2 separate regions of the Mus musculus genome follow, and region 1 is linked to region 2. A link is a contact called in public HiChIP or PLAC-seq data. All regions are on one chromosome and are shown on one strand. Each heading gives the region's core, a stretch centred on a gene start, on an enhancer-like site or on the middle of the called end of the contact. The rest is flanking DNA. Distances are from core to core; before and after follow the strand shown.

Region 1 (7,376 bases), core at 3,784-6,283, 1.4 Mb after region 2:
AATATATTTTGATCATTGTTTTTCCAACTCCTCCCAAATACTCTCTACCTCCCTACCCACCAGCTTTTTCTCTCTCTAAAAAGAAGCAAACACAAGCCGGGCATGGTGGCACATGCCTTTAATCCCAGCACTCGGGAGGCAGAGGCAGGCAGATTTCTTAGTTCGAGGCCTGCCTGGCTGAGTGAGTTCCAGGACAGCCAGGGCTACACGGAGAAACCCTGTCTCAAAAAAAAAAAAAAAGAAGAAGAAGAAGAAGAAGAAGAAGAAGAAGAAGAAGAAGAAGAAGAAGAAGAAGAAGAAGAAGAAGAAGAAGACACACGAAAGAAGAATGAAATGAAATGAAAACCAAACAAACAGAAAACCGATAAGACTAAATAAATAAATAAATAAATAAATAAATAAATAAATAAGCTTACCAAAAAACATGGAGTTTGTTTGGCTTTGGCTAACTAACTATTCTTGATCACAGGGCCTGCCCACCCTGGAGTGTGGCACTCCACTGGAGAAAACTTAGTCTTTTCTTTTCCCCTCCAGGTATCAATTTGAAATAGCTTTGGGGAGGGGGGGGCTGTCCCAGTTTTCTAGGGAGAAGCCCCATGCCTAACCAAAAATGATAAACAACCTCTTAATAAATATGTTATTAAATAAAATTAAATATATTAATAAGTAAAAAAGAATGTTAGCTGATCTCTTTAGCAGATGTTTTATTGACTGGCTACAAACACTGCAAAGATGCTTTGGGAAGAAGCAGGAGGTAAGAAAGTGAGCTCTGAGCCAGTGAGGGATTTAGAATGGCTAATACCTTAAACCCACAAAGAAGGAGCAGCGTGGCTGAATTACCTGATATCCCCAGATCACAGACTGCTAAATTGATAGTCATTATTTCCGCAGGTCTCAGCTTCTTCTTGCGTCTAGAAGACATATAAAGGACATACCCATTTCCAAATGTAGAGAGAATCCCTACAAAGAAGAATAAAATGTCCCATCATTAAAGTGAGCATGAGCATTCATTTGCAGATGAAACACTTCACATTAAAAAACAAAAAAACAATGAACTCCACGGATTTAGAGGGTAATGACAGGACACTAGATAAAAATCTAAGTTGAGAAGATGAAATAAAAGCATGGATTGTGAGTGACAGGCAAGGGATGGGTCGCCTCAGAAGGGGTAGGAATGGGGAATTACAGGACTGAACTTACCCAGACAAGGGAACCACTAGCTTCTCGGTTAGGCTCAGGATGATGTGGGAATCCCAATGGTCAGTTCTTGTACCGGCCCCCAGGGCAGAGTGTTTTCCTCGCCATTTTTATAAAGTATTGGCTTTATATGACTCCCTCCCTTGAATAAGTGGAATCAACCCCTTAGCTTTTTATAAAAATCTTGAAGATAAAGTCAACCAAGAGAGGTGACTTCAGTGCCCCTGTGGGCTCACATAGGAGCACTGGCATGTGGGAGAGGTGTGGTCAGAGGTGGCTTCCTTGCAAGGAAGGGGTCATGTCCTCAACACAGGCCCCAGGACTTAGATTCCTGCGGTGGAATGGACCCTCACTATCTGGACCATGGATGCCTTCAGCTACCCCTGGACTAGCTGTCAAGGGTAAGTGTGTAACCACTGACAACATTCCCCTCCCACCAAGGAGAGAGAAAGTGACCCTCAACCCACCAGACCTGACAACAACGACATACATGTGTTCCCAAGTTTGAATGTTCTTTTATTAATGGCAAGTTGGTTTTGGATATTACAATGAAACTGTTCACAAGTTCTTACAAGCCCAGTTTTTAAAAATCCAAAAATTAGACCCATTATCTACTGACTGTATTTAAGAAAAGAATACACCTACTTCCATAGCTTAACATGTAGAGTAGATTTCCTCAGGAATTCTTGCTTCATAGTGTAGCTGTGTATAAATGAGAATCTGGTACAGCTGCCTTCAGTGGTAAGGAATAAGGAAAGTATTAACAGGAGAGACCCAGCGTTTTCTGTTTAAATTTCTACTTTACTTCCTCCACCACAATTCATTTGAGGGGGCAAGGGGAAAAAAAAAATGTGTGTCTCTGCTGATGGCATAAAACCACCGGATCTGACTGCATGGTGCTTTTTAGGGAATGCTGACTCTCTGGAGCCAAAGATGCTTAATGGTCCATGAAAGCCTCTTTAGCTTTCTTAAAGCAAATGGGGGAGGGGAGACTGAAGGGATTGTGCAGTCCTAGAGCAGAGGGGATAAAAGGCAACTCCTAATAAGAAGCCATCTAGCAAGGCACACTGGGAAAGAAAAGTGCAAAAAACGCAGCTCAAAAATAGTAAAACAAATTCCATCTTTGTCATAGCCAAAAAAAAAGGGGGGGGGGAACAGTTAAGTATTCGCATGCAGTCAATCCAGAAAGTTCCTCTAACACCCTTTGCCTGCCAGCATCTCTTGAGATTATTTCTTACTCTCATTTTCTTAAACTTTTTACTAACCCTATTTCATAGGGTTTCACCCAGTGCCCGTCATGATTTTAAAAATAGTGAACTCTATTAATGCTATGCTCAGTTGTTTCCGTGAGCAACCTTGTCTGCAGATGAGCATAATGAGACATCAGATTTATTTTTAAGACTAAGGAAAACAAAATTATGAAGATAGAGACTAGGGGGTGGTCTTTTTTTTTTTTTTTTTTTTTTTTTTTTTTGGATCATCAAAATCCTGTACCTTTTGTGTATAGACGGGCTGAAAAGCCTTCCTCTTAGGCAGTTAGTAAAACAGGTTTTAACATGGAGAGAAGAGAGTGGCAAACGGGCCTCACATTTATTTCTCCTGCATATCAATCTGGGGTTTCTATTCTCATTCTTCAGTTTCCCCGAAGATTCCTAGTATTTAACAAAGATGACCAAGAATGTTGCTTTGTCCACTCGGGCTCCTTAAAAAGGATCTAAACAAGTGACAAGCAGACATGGGTCTAGAAAGAGTATAAGCCCCTCCATTCTCATCCAAACCCACCCTTCCTCACTCACCCCAAATGATTTTTCTGTGACTTCAATTCACCTAGTACTCCCTTAGCTTGGGGACTTCCTTTCCAACACCTAAGTTTTAAGCTCCACTCCAGCACTTAAGTCTGATCTTGACTCCCTTGCACTCAACATGCATGAAATGAGAACTTTTCTCATTTCCCACCAACACTGCTGCACTCTCTTGCTAAAAATCCTTCAAAGTAGGAAGGGAATGGGCTAATCGTTCTCCCACGGTTAGATCGCCTAGAGCCATTGATCTGGTTAAAGACACTATTTTCAAAGCATCCCTTGCAACTGACTGGAACAAATAATTCTAATTTGTGAAATGATTCTTTGTCTGCCTTTCCTGATCACTGAGTTTAGGAAGACATGGTGTGGAGTTTATTCTGAGGCACTCTCGCTTTAAGCGTAGCAAAGAGTGGATACTTCATATATTTGTGTTCAAAAGGCCAAATTTCAATTAAAATGAAAAGTAGTCAAATGCTCACAGTAAATACGAGGATCCTTGAAATTATTTTGCAACAGAGCATATGATTTAATCTCATAAGTTCTTTCTGCCTCAAGCACTGACCATAGAGGGATCTATGGAACATTCTAGTGTGTTTTTTTTTCCAATTTCAGGAATTACATGAAATTCTTCACCAGTCATAAACAGATGAGAGAGGGAGGGGAAGAGAAAAAGGGAGGGAGGGAGAGTGGAAGAAACAAAGAAAGGAGGGAGAGAAAGAAAGGTTGAGAAAGCAGGCTGGAACCAACATCTGAAATATTAAAGACACATAAACCTAAAGATAGAACCCACCTGCACGCAGCTCACCCAAATTTAATATAGCAACTTTAAATTAAAGAAATGTGGTAAATATTTAAAGACAGTGCTACAATTTAGCCCTGGCTGGCCCGGAATTTTATGTAGACCAGTTTGGCCTGGAGTTCATAGAGATCTGCCTGCCTCTGACTCTCAAATGCTAGGGTTAAAAAACATGCCACCACGCCCAGACAAAATGTCATTGGTGCAAAATTGCATTGTGCAATTCAGTAGAAATATAAACCAGAAATGTGAGCTATACATATGTTGCTGGGTTTTTTTTCTGGTAGCCACATTAAGCAGCATAAAAGCACAAAAGAAAATTAGTTTTAATAATTTAATACTTAATCTACTAATCCATAAATTATGTATAAATCTAATCCATAAACTCATAATCCAGAAATTATGAGTTCAATGGACATTTCATATTTCAAAATATCAGTAAGATGTTTGTACATTATTTTCCAAGTACTAAGCCTTCAATAGGAGGCGTGCATTTTCACTACAATCTGCTCATTTGAAAGGTAACAGTTTGTCCACTCAGGAGCCATGGGTGGCTGCCAGTTTGAACAATACAGTCTAACATAAGGCAGATTCAACCCTGTGTGAGTTATACACAAAAACTCTTTTCACCAAAGTGTGGAATTTCATTGATCACCAGAATAATTTTTATCTTCATAGGACTGAGGTGCAACTTATAAAGCAGTGTTCACTGTCACTGTTATATTGGGCCAGAGTTCCCTCATTTATGAGAAAATGAAGCTAAAGTAGATGGTGTCTAAGAGCCATTCTTTTTAAAACAGAAAAATTATCAATTATCACTCTTTTGATAGCCAGAAATCAAACCTAGTAATCAAGTGACCAAATGAAGTAGCTTTGAGATAAAGAATTCACTATGAATGTTCTTTGGATTATTAATAGAATATTTATCCCTAATGAGAGCAACAGTCATTTTTTTATGAAACATTGATTGACTGTCACAATGCCAATTCACCTTCTCCACCTCTGCTAATACCCACGTACTTATCAGAATCATTTGTGCAAAATCAATACAGCCTATGAATTCTCTCAATGCAGCCTCTGACACAGAAGCATTAAGGAAGCTTACCGATTATTGTTAGGTAAAAGCCAGCCACTAAATCCGCTTCCCAGGAAAGTTTGGAAGCAAAAGGGTCCTCGTCTCGAAGATAGTGGGGCAGGCGCTCATCCTGAGGTAGGGCAGTGTGGTTCAAGGCCATGCTGGTCTCACACCCCCCAGGAGTCTGTGAAGCAAATCAGCAGAGATCTCAACAGACGGAATAACAAGTCCGTGAATCCGCTCACAAATGCATCTCTTTCCATAAAACAAAAGGCAAACTCCAGGGTCCCACAGGTGATTGGTACCTAGTGGAGAGATGTTCACCGTTGTTTTGTTTTGTTTTGTTTTTTTCTTAAATGACGTAAATACACCAACACGCAGTTGTTCAATTTGCAGTCTAGACAAGCCTGCATCTTCTCCTCAGGCTGCCTCTGCGGCTTTTCACACCTCCCCCAGTGAATAAAAGGTTGAAAACTAGTTTGTCCTATTGCTCCCTAGCAAACTTTGTAGAGCTCTGACGTAAGAAAACCCACAGTGAGAAATGTGGACACTGCACACTGACTTGCCAGAACACAGCATCCCAAGATAGCCCAAGCTTTCTCCATTCTTAACAGGCATGGTGAGCTAAGGAAAGAAAGAGTGTTCAGGGCACACGGACATGGACACTTCATGAAATGAAGCTAAGAGGTCAGAGATTGACAGGGTTAACCTAAGATTTAAGGCTGTTGATGAGTGGGGAAGGGGAGGGGCACACCAGCTTCCATCCATAGCTAAGGAGCAGTTATCTGCTTCGATAGGAAGGAGAGTCAGTTTTCTTTGGGGATGTGGCCTCTGGTAGGTTAATTATGGTCCAGTAAGTGGTCCTGCAACTTAAACTCAACACAATGGGCAACACAAATTAGACTTAGTGTGTTTAAAAAAAATGAAAAAATTCTCAAAGAATAAATGTTTGTGTGTGTGTGTGTGTTTGTGTCTGTGTCTGTGTGTATGTATGTATATAACTAAGGGCTGGGGGCTGGGAAGATGGCTCAGTGGATAAGAACACTGGCTGCTCTTCCATAGGTCCTGAGTTCAATTCCCAACAACTACATAACCAATCAATCCGTCGTGGGATCCAATGCCTTTGTCTGGTGTGTTTGAAGAGAACAACAGCGTACTCGCGTGCATAAAATAAATAAACAAATCTTTTTTAAAAAATAATTAAGGACTGGAGAGCTGTATCAGTGACTAAGAGAACACAACATGCTTACAGAGGAGCTGAGTTTGCCCCAGAACCCAGACTGGGTGGCTCACAGCCACCTGTATCTACAGCTCCAGGAGGGTCTGGCACCTCTGACTTTAGGCATTGGCACTTACCACACACACACACACATACACACACACCACAGAGAGACACTCACACACATGCATGCACAGATAAATATGCAGACACACATGCATACAGAGACACAGTCACACATGTACACACAGGATATACACACATACATAGGTACACCCATGTACGAATACATATACTCACACACTCACAGAGACATACTCACACATAGATATACACAGATACACACAGAGACACACTCATACATACACAGAAAGACACATACATACATACATACATACTTACATACACACATGCTCACACACACTCAATACACATACTCATACACTTAAAAGTAAAATAAATCTTAGGGAAAAAAATGGGCTATTTAGAAAATAATTGGGCCTTGATTAAAGTATACAAGGCTAGCCATGGGAAGGTTTAGAGTTTCTTAAAGCAGAGAACAGCTTATTTCAGCCACATTCCTTCAACGCCAGGATAAAATCCTAAGCAATGAGAAACTCTTAAAGCACGCAGAATTCTGTGCTATTTCTTTTGAGTTTTGATTTTGAAAGGTTTACAAAACGAACCACAACAACAACAAAACCTTTAAGTGACACTCTGCAGAAACCCAAGTCCCGTGCTGCCTCTCCCTAGTAAGGGAGGAGCCTGTGCTTCTGGGAAGTGACACACATTGCTGAGAACATGACATCCAGTGAGGCAGTAGCTACTTCTTGGTATTAAAGGAGAAATACTTTGAACCAGCTCATTTCAAACTGAACCAGTAGATGGCACTGTTCAGCCCTCTGAGACATTGGAAGTAAAAGGAATCAACTCTCCAGAGTTGTGTTAGCCTCACACAAGGAGACAGGCAATCAGTAGGTGTCACAGAGGTGCTTTCAGTTTCTATAAAAGGACAGATTTAACCCCTTTCTGGCAGACAGTTTACAGCCCGCGCAAGGCTTTTCAGTGAGAAATGGCATTTGGCAGAAGTTACTTACAGTTTGAGGACACTCTGCAATGAATATCCATTCCCATTCTTCCCAATTAGTTACAGAAAGCTAGCTGTATAGGAACCTGGCTGCCAAGCCCACTCCATCTCAAGCCCTGCCCATCCAGAGGATTTCTTTTAACGGTCAAGCTCCTGATTCCCCCTTATTCTGGTCAAGTCTGTCATCACAAGGTCCCCAA
Region 2 (7,489 bases), core at 971-3,470:
GTGTGTGTATGTGTATATATGAATGTGTGTGTCATTGTGTGTTTGAGTGTGTGAGTGTGTGTATGGGTGTATGAGTTTGTGTATGTGGGTGTGTTTATATATGTGTGTGTGTTATGTGCATGTATCAGTGTTCATATATGTACAAAAGTGTGTGTGTGTATGTGTGTGAGTATGTGTGTTATGTGCATGTGTCAGTGTCCATATATGTACAAGTGTGTGTGTGTGTGTGTGTGTGTGTGTGTGTGTGTATACACATATGGGCCAGGGAGCAATATCTTATGACTCTTCATTTAATTGTTTGGGAGAGGATCTCCCACTGTATCTGAAGATAGGTGATTAGGTAAGAGCTGGCCCGGGAGCTCCAGGACTCTTCCTGCTCTACCTCCCAGTATAAGGATTACAGACATGCTCTGCTAGGTCTTGCTAGGTCAGTATAAGGATTACAGACATGCTCTGCTAGGTCTTGCATTTTACCCGGGAGCTGGGGATCCAAATAACCCCTAATGGTTGTGTGAAAAGCATTTTGTGGATTGAGCAATATTCTCAGCCCAATATCACCATTTGAATCAATCCAAACATTAATTAATTTATACTGTTAGGGAACTAAACGCCTGCTGTCATAGAGATGCCACTAGTAATTAAGGGAAAGCAAAAGAATTATCAGAAAAGAAAGAAAACTTCAAGCTAATTCTGGTAATAACCTGAGACATTAAGTCAATGTGTTTGTTCCATACATATTTAAACAATTATTCATATTGACACACAAATATTTATTTATATTTTTGATAATAGGGCCTTAAGAAATAATTATAAATCATTGTTTGGGGATACAGTATGACAAGTTGCTATGTGTATAGAGTGTGAAAGAGTCAAATAAATGCTGTAAGCATTTTATCTTATTAGAATTTTAGAAGTTTTTGGCTGCCACATAACTGAGCAGATTATGATGGTCTGTAAAATATTTCGATCACTGAATATAGTATGAGTTGATCAAATCAAGGCAATTAATATTTTGTTGCTTTATAATTTTATTTCCAAAGTTTTTATTCAGCCTAATTTAGAAACAATTCGAATAACTGAAAAGCGAACACTTTTCTATCTTTTCAGGAAATTCACAAACTAGTCTTTATCAGTTCCTCTGAGCCAGTCAATTGTTGAAGTCTGGGAAGAAATACTGTTTATATTCTGTATAAACAGTATTTTATGACTGTACATAGAAATGGATGTCTGTGGTCATGACTTAAGCAGACAGCTGAGTTAAAAACTATTATCTCTCTCTCTCTCTCTCTCTCTCTCTCTCTCTCTCTCTCTCTTTGGTTTTTCAAGACAGGGTTTCTCTGTGTAGCCCTGGCTGTCCTGGAACTCACTCTGTAGATCAGGCTGGCCTCGAACTCAGAAATCCACCTGCCTCTGCCTCCCAAGTGCTGGGATTAAAGTGTGTGCCACCACCACCCGGCTACTATTCTCTTTTGATGTTTCATGTTATCTCTTTTATGCATATAGAATCATTTTCCCAACCTGAGGCAATTTAGAACTGGAGTACAGATGAAATCGAACCATATTGGAGTTTCTACATATGTAATCTTCATTCTAGAACATTGAGTCAAAACAAGTTAATGCTTTTATTCTTTAGCAAGAAGGAATCTAGTAGAAGATTTTTTTAAATGTACTTTTAGAAGAAACCACTTGAAACTTCCAAACAGCTTATTTAAAAGCAAATATTAAGATTTATTCTGTATATTCAGTAGCATCATAGAATATGATTCCTATTTAAATTGGAGGTCAATTCAGACTGCCTGCTTTGAAAAGCATTAAGAAGGGAAAGTCTTTAGTAAGGAGAGATAGGAAAATGATCAAGAAAAAAGTGTGAGTTGTTGGGGCCGGCCTGCAACTCTCATGTCCAGGTTCGAGCCTGGGAGGCAGCCTGGAGCTGAAAGAGAAGAGCGGACCTAGGCTGGTCAAGAAATAATGGAACCAAGACAACTAGTCTGTTCAAGGTTCAAATGTTTAATGGCGGACACGCTTTATAAAGGAGGGGGGAGGCCCATTCCTGCCAATTCATCCTTGGAGCCCAGCTGCAGGTGACCACATGAAGGATAGGATGTAGTCTCCAGAATAGCTAGGCCAACTCCCAGCAGGTAGCAGCAGCGACAGTGGCTGAACAATAGAGTGATCTAGGGAGGAAGGCTCCACCCTAGGTAATCTCTTTAGTGGCAGCAAAGTCGAGGTCTGGTTCAGCCAGCTTCAGGTTGGGAGGGGAGGCTACAGTGAGTTACTTTACTGTATCTGAGGAGAAATAAGAGAATGAATCAAGAACTGGGTAAACAGAAAATGGAGCAGTGTGAAGGAAATTTATGGAGGCAGATTGATGGTAGAAATTGAGCACCCTAAATTCTAAACACATGACTCTAAGCTTTTAATTGTGAAGCTTTTTGTAGGAAAACAGAATCTCTTTGTGAGTCAGGGTTCAACACAACAACTTAACATGATAATTCTGACACCTTTTTACTTATGAGTTAGAAACACACATGGAACTGCCTAAAGACAAGAGGTGAGGGTGATTCAGGTGAGGGTCGAAATCTAAACAACTGAACATGTCAAGTAGGACATTCATAGACAGGTAGAGTTAATATGGGAGGAATAAAACACAAGGCATAGAATCTATTTAATGATATAAGACTTGGAAAGAAAAGCAGAATTCTGTAATAACGTTTATGCATAAATATTCTCTATATGGGTAGAAACAATTATGGGAAAAAGAATTTCTTTAGTCATAAAGGTTCTCAGGTAGCACTGAGAATCAGCATCCATGTATTGACACATTCCCAATGTCTTGCTAGGAAGGAAGGAAACCTGAATAGAACTAGTGGGGGGCCCCAAGTATTTTCTTTGTAGAGACTTTTGTCTCTTTATTTACCATTTCTCACCTCTCTAGACCTGTTGGTATACATGTATGATTTGTTTGCATGTGCATTGTATGAGGCCCATGGTGATCTCATGGTACAACCTAAGTGAGATGATTGTCTTATCTTCTATATGGATCCCCAGAATAAAACTGAAGTTATGATGTTTGGTGGCAAGCACCTCTAGTTGCTGAGCTATCTCACCTCTCTCACACATATCTTCTGAAACTCACCAGCAGCCCTAGAGGCTGGATCAGGAAAAAGGGAATACTGTTTTCTTTGTTTACCCAGAGTTGTCTTCTAGTTTGAAACTGAACTACTGAAAACACGGAGTACAATGTAAAATTTCTATTAATGGCATAAAGGATCATGGGTAAGCGTGGGCAACAACAAACATTCCCTCTGAAAGTTCACTGAATGAAGAAGAAAGATCATGGTGCTCTGGCTCAAAGTAGTCTTGGTGGAATTAGAAAGGACAAAACAAGGTGGTATCCTTAGAATTCAAACAGATGGCTGAAGAATAGTCACAATCCACATGGTGCACACTGAGCATTTGCATTTTAATGTAAAATAACTAAGTGTAAAGTAACAAATCCCGAATGAACAAAATGTAAAAATAATAGTTTCACTACTACTAAGCTGAGACTTTCTTGCATTTTCTGACAGCATCTTGGCCTTATTTTTTTTTTTCAAATAGCCATTTCCATAATAACTTTTCCCTACTGACCCTTGGAAACAGCTTTCTCTGCAAAGTTGCCATTTGGCACAAATAGAGAAGTCCTGCTTCAGGGGTTACATAGATTAAAACAGCTGTTCATCTCCTGTGGGTCTAGAAGATTCAGTTTAGCTCGTCAACTATTAGACTTCCCCTAGGAGATTCCAAGCGTGTTCACTGATGTATGACAGCCTTCAGAGGTTTGCTGCTACAGGTACATCACTAAACATGAAGGCATTTTTCACATGGTAACACACAATTCTTCTCCTTGCCTAGTCAGTACTTCTGTGATCGGCGCTACCATGGAGCAGGAGAATGAAGCTGAAGAGACAGCTGGAAGTAAGGCTTACAACTGTTCCTGTCTACCAGTGAAGCAGCACTCATGCCTTTGGGCATGCAGGGCACCCTTCATTATTCCCTTGCACAACTTGCAGTTGATTTGATCAAGAGAATATCTATTATTTTATCATAAAAGCATTATGCAAATGTTCTTGGTATGATAGTAATGTTAGAATTCTTGTGTTGAAAATCTACCCTTTAGGGCTACAGGTATGGGAGATAAGACCTGATGGGATATTTTTAGGTGAGGAGGACTCTGCCCTTAGTGCATAGAATAGATTAATGCCTTTATAAAAAAAATAAAATAAAAGGGTGGCAGGAAGAAGTTTGATCCCTTGTAGTCCTGCATTTCCTCCCTTTCCTCCATGAAGGTCCAGAAAGGGGGCTCTGAAGGCCTACCTCTGTAGCCCAGCAGTTCCCTACATCATTAATACAGTTCTACAAGTAAAGAGATCATCTGAATGATGCTTCCTTGTGTTTCTGAAGAACAGAGGTTGGCAAAAGTCCTAGAAATACCCTACTTAAGTAATAAAATTTCAGAGGAAGTTTGGTCAGCACTTACTAATAATTTTGTTGAAAATTATGTTAAGGCTGTCTCTGAATGAGACTCACTGTCATAGGTGTAGAACTGGATTTGGACAGTACCCCACAGAGATTTTTCAGGGTTCTAGTTTCTACAAACAAAGGATTTGAAAAAGGACACATGCACTGTGATAAACATAGAGAAAGTTTATTAAGAGAAAACTGTACGATGAATAACTGTGTTCATCCCTGATGTATGAATTAAATATTTATTAATTTTTATTTTCCTTTGACTTTGTGTTATTTGTTTCTAAACGATTTCTGGCATGCATTAGTGAAAAGATAAATTGTAATTAGGAATTCATTTATAAGACTGTGCAACATTTCTCAGTGAATTGTGTGAACATTATTATTCAGGATGTTCTGAGTGTCTTCTCAGCTTTCTCCAAGATGATACAGAGTTGTACCATCCTAAATGCCTAGAAGACAAGTTAATTTGTCACTTCAAAATGAAAGACTCTGAGGCTTAACTTCTTCAAGAATAGCAGCTCTAAATGAGAAATGCAACATAATCCATCTGAAATTAAAAAAAAAGATACCTCCTCAGTCACATTTTCACCTTGATTCAGAGCTGTGTGCTGTACTAGCTCTTAGATAGAGTTCCATGCAAAGATCAAGACACATCACTTACTAACTAGCTGACCTTATGTGGACCACCTTCTCTGTGACCTTATATATGAAACAAAGGTAATAATGATTTTTATACCATAGGACTGATGTGACATAGATTTGTCTTTAAAATTCCTTAGCTTATGTGAGGAAAAAAGACCCTACCATTTGTATTATTAATAGATTTATTTTTTCCCCAAATGAATTTTGATTTATTCTTATAATAGTTATTTGTTTAGTTAATGAACACCATCTATGGACAACCTTTACATGAATAAATGAATTTTAATTTTTGTTCTGTTGCCCATTCTTTTATGTAATTTATAATTCATTGGAATCTCATATTAGTTTAAGTTCCAGCTGTCAGAACTGAAGACACATGTAATCTTTACAGTGGGTAATGATTCAGTATAGACAAATGAGCAAAAAAAGACTAATATGATTATATAATTATGAATCTGAATAGAAGGAGATTAAACACTGTTCTTGTAGGTGTGTTGGGGAAATTTTGTGTTCTTAATCTCATAGATACTCTGGACTCTACATTGCATATACATACCTAAAAAATGGTCGATTTCTATATTCAAGAGGGAAATCTGTTTATTTCTAGCATTTTGTTAGCTTTAGACTGTACAAAGAAGTCAGAGTTCATTTACTAGTATCTTGGGACTCATATTTTATTTGTAAAGAAAAAATAGGCTTTAAACTTTCTCTAGAATTTCTTTCCCTGTTCTACTTAATAAATATTTCATACGGGTTATTTTTAGTGCATGTGTTATATTATAAAAACAGAAGCAATGTAAAACCTAATATCAGAATGATTTTAAATAATATAAGAAACTAGCAGTGAGTATAAATATTGAATAAAAATATACATGCACCTACTAAGGTAATGTTCGTCTATGTTATGGATCAAATATTGCAGTTTTATTAGTTTTCAAATCACATCATACCAGCAATCTCCATGTGTGGGTCTTGCAAAGTCTGGGTTTAGTGCTTGCAATGTTTGAATCATAGTATGCTTTCCATCTGGAGCAGAAAATGTTGACTTGAAATCACTGCACATATTACCCAGAATGCTCAGAGATGCTTGAATGATACTTCTTTGGAAATCCATATTTTCAGACTTTTTACCAATTAAAAATACATATCTAATCTTATTTATCTTGTTACAATAAGGGGAAGTAGTTGTGGAAGGGATTCTTATAGTTATCCCAATCTGTAAATTTATCCAGAGATACAATAAACTCTGATATTTTATTTGCTTGCTTGTTGTAAATTTGTCTTCTTTGACTATTTTGGGGTCATGGTTTTTTAAGTTGGTTGTAATAATACATACTCTACTAGAAATATTTTTCTGATTATCTTAACCCATACTAATACAAATTGAATTCCTGTCCAGTGAATTCAAATTTTAGTATATTGGTATCATACTATTAGGACACTATTAGGTACCTTATTGTCTTGTCTAATCCTTTTTGCTGTTTAACAAAGTAACAAATATATAGGAAGTACACCAACCATCTTGTCAAGGTCATTGTCTTACTTTCCTATGGCCAAATGAAACACCATGTCTAAGAAACTTTTACAAAAGCACTTAATTGGGAAATTCCTTCCAGTTCAGAGGGTAAGTCCATGACCATCATGGTGAAAAGCATGGTAGCAGGCAGACAGGCAAGGCCTTGCAGCAGTATCTTAGAGCTTACATTTTGAGAAAACCATGAGGCGGAGACAAAGAGAACTAACTGGAGATGGCTTGAGCATCTGAAACCTTGAAGCCCATTCCCAATGACACATTTCCTCCAACAAGACCACCCAAACTCCAAGAAAGTCACAGCTCTTAATCCTTCCTACACAGTTTCACAAACGAGGGAAAAAGCATTCAAATATATGAGACTATGGAGGCCAATCTGATTTGAACCACCACACAGACTTTGAAACAGCAAGAGTAAACTAAAGATTTCCACTTTGTGTTTCACAAAGTCTGTTATCTCTATTTGTGGGTAAAATGGCATACAGGTGATAGGATCCCCTGACAGTTCATCCACCAGCATATCTGCCATTTGGCTTGAGAATGATTCAAAGTTAAATCATGTTGATCATAGTACTGACATATGATCTTCCTCTGTGGATTAACACCCTCACCTTCTATAGTCTAGTAGAGTTTGGGGAAAAGGGCCGAAACTAGTAGAGATTTTTCTAGTCTGTGAGGCCTATTCCAGAAGTCATGTTTCTGTGGAAGCTCCATAATGTGAAATGGTCTTACAGTGTGAAGATCAGGTTACTGGCATGAATTCTTTCCCCTTACACAGATTCATCTCCGTAACCAGTAGAGAGAGCT

Evidence for each region. HiChIP or PLAC-seq counts read pairs in DNA pulled down with a chosen protein or histone mark.
Region 1: a contact with region 2 is called in an H3K27ac HiChIP or PLAC-seq map of embryonic stem cells, with 6 times the contacts expected there. The contact joins the promoter of Opn5 here to the enhancer-like site in region 2. A contact is called at or near these places in 7 of 39 promoter capture datasets (cranial neural crest, embryonic stem cells, hippocampal neurons and 3 more), 1 of 115 datasets of contacts at active chromatin or transcription factors (embryonic stem cells) and 1 of 9 other capture datasets (adipose tissue).

The regions. Positions count from the first base shown.
Region 1 is chr17:42,606,280-42,613,655 of GRCm38.p6, forward strand. Opn5 (opsin 5) reads right to left here and starts at 5,034. Exons shown (of 7, transcript NM_181753.4): 1 at 4,901-5,034; 2 at 841-960. The coding sequence starts at 5,030.
Region 2 is chr17:41,197,426-41,204,914 of GRCm38.p6, forward strand. No RefSeq gene overlaps it. Among named protein-coding and RNA genes, the nearest start is that of Mmut, 270 kb to the left of the region's middle. Within about 2 kb of position 2,221, at least 2 of the 459 cell types and tissues checked have an H3K27ac peak or open chromatin away from gene starts, as enhancers often do. A contact at or near this core is called in embryonic stem cells, where this site is marked.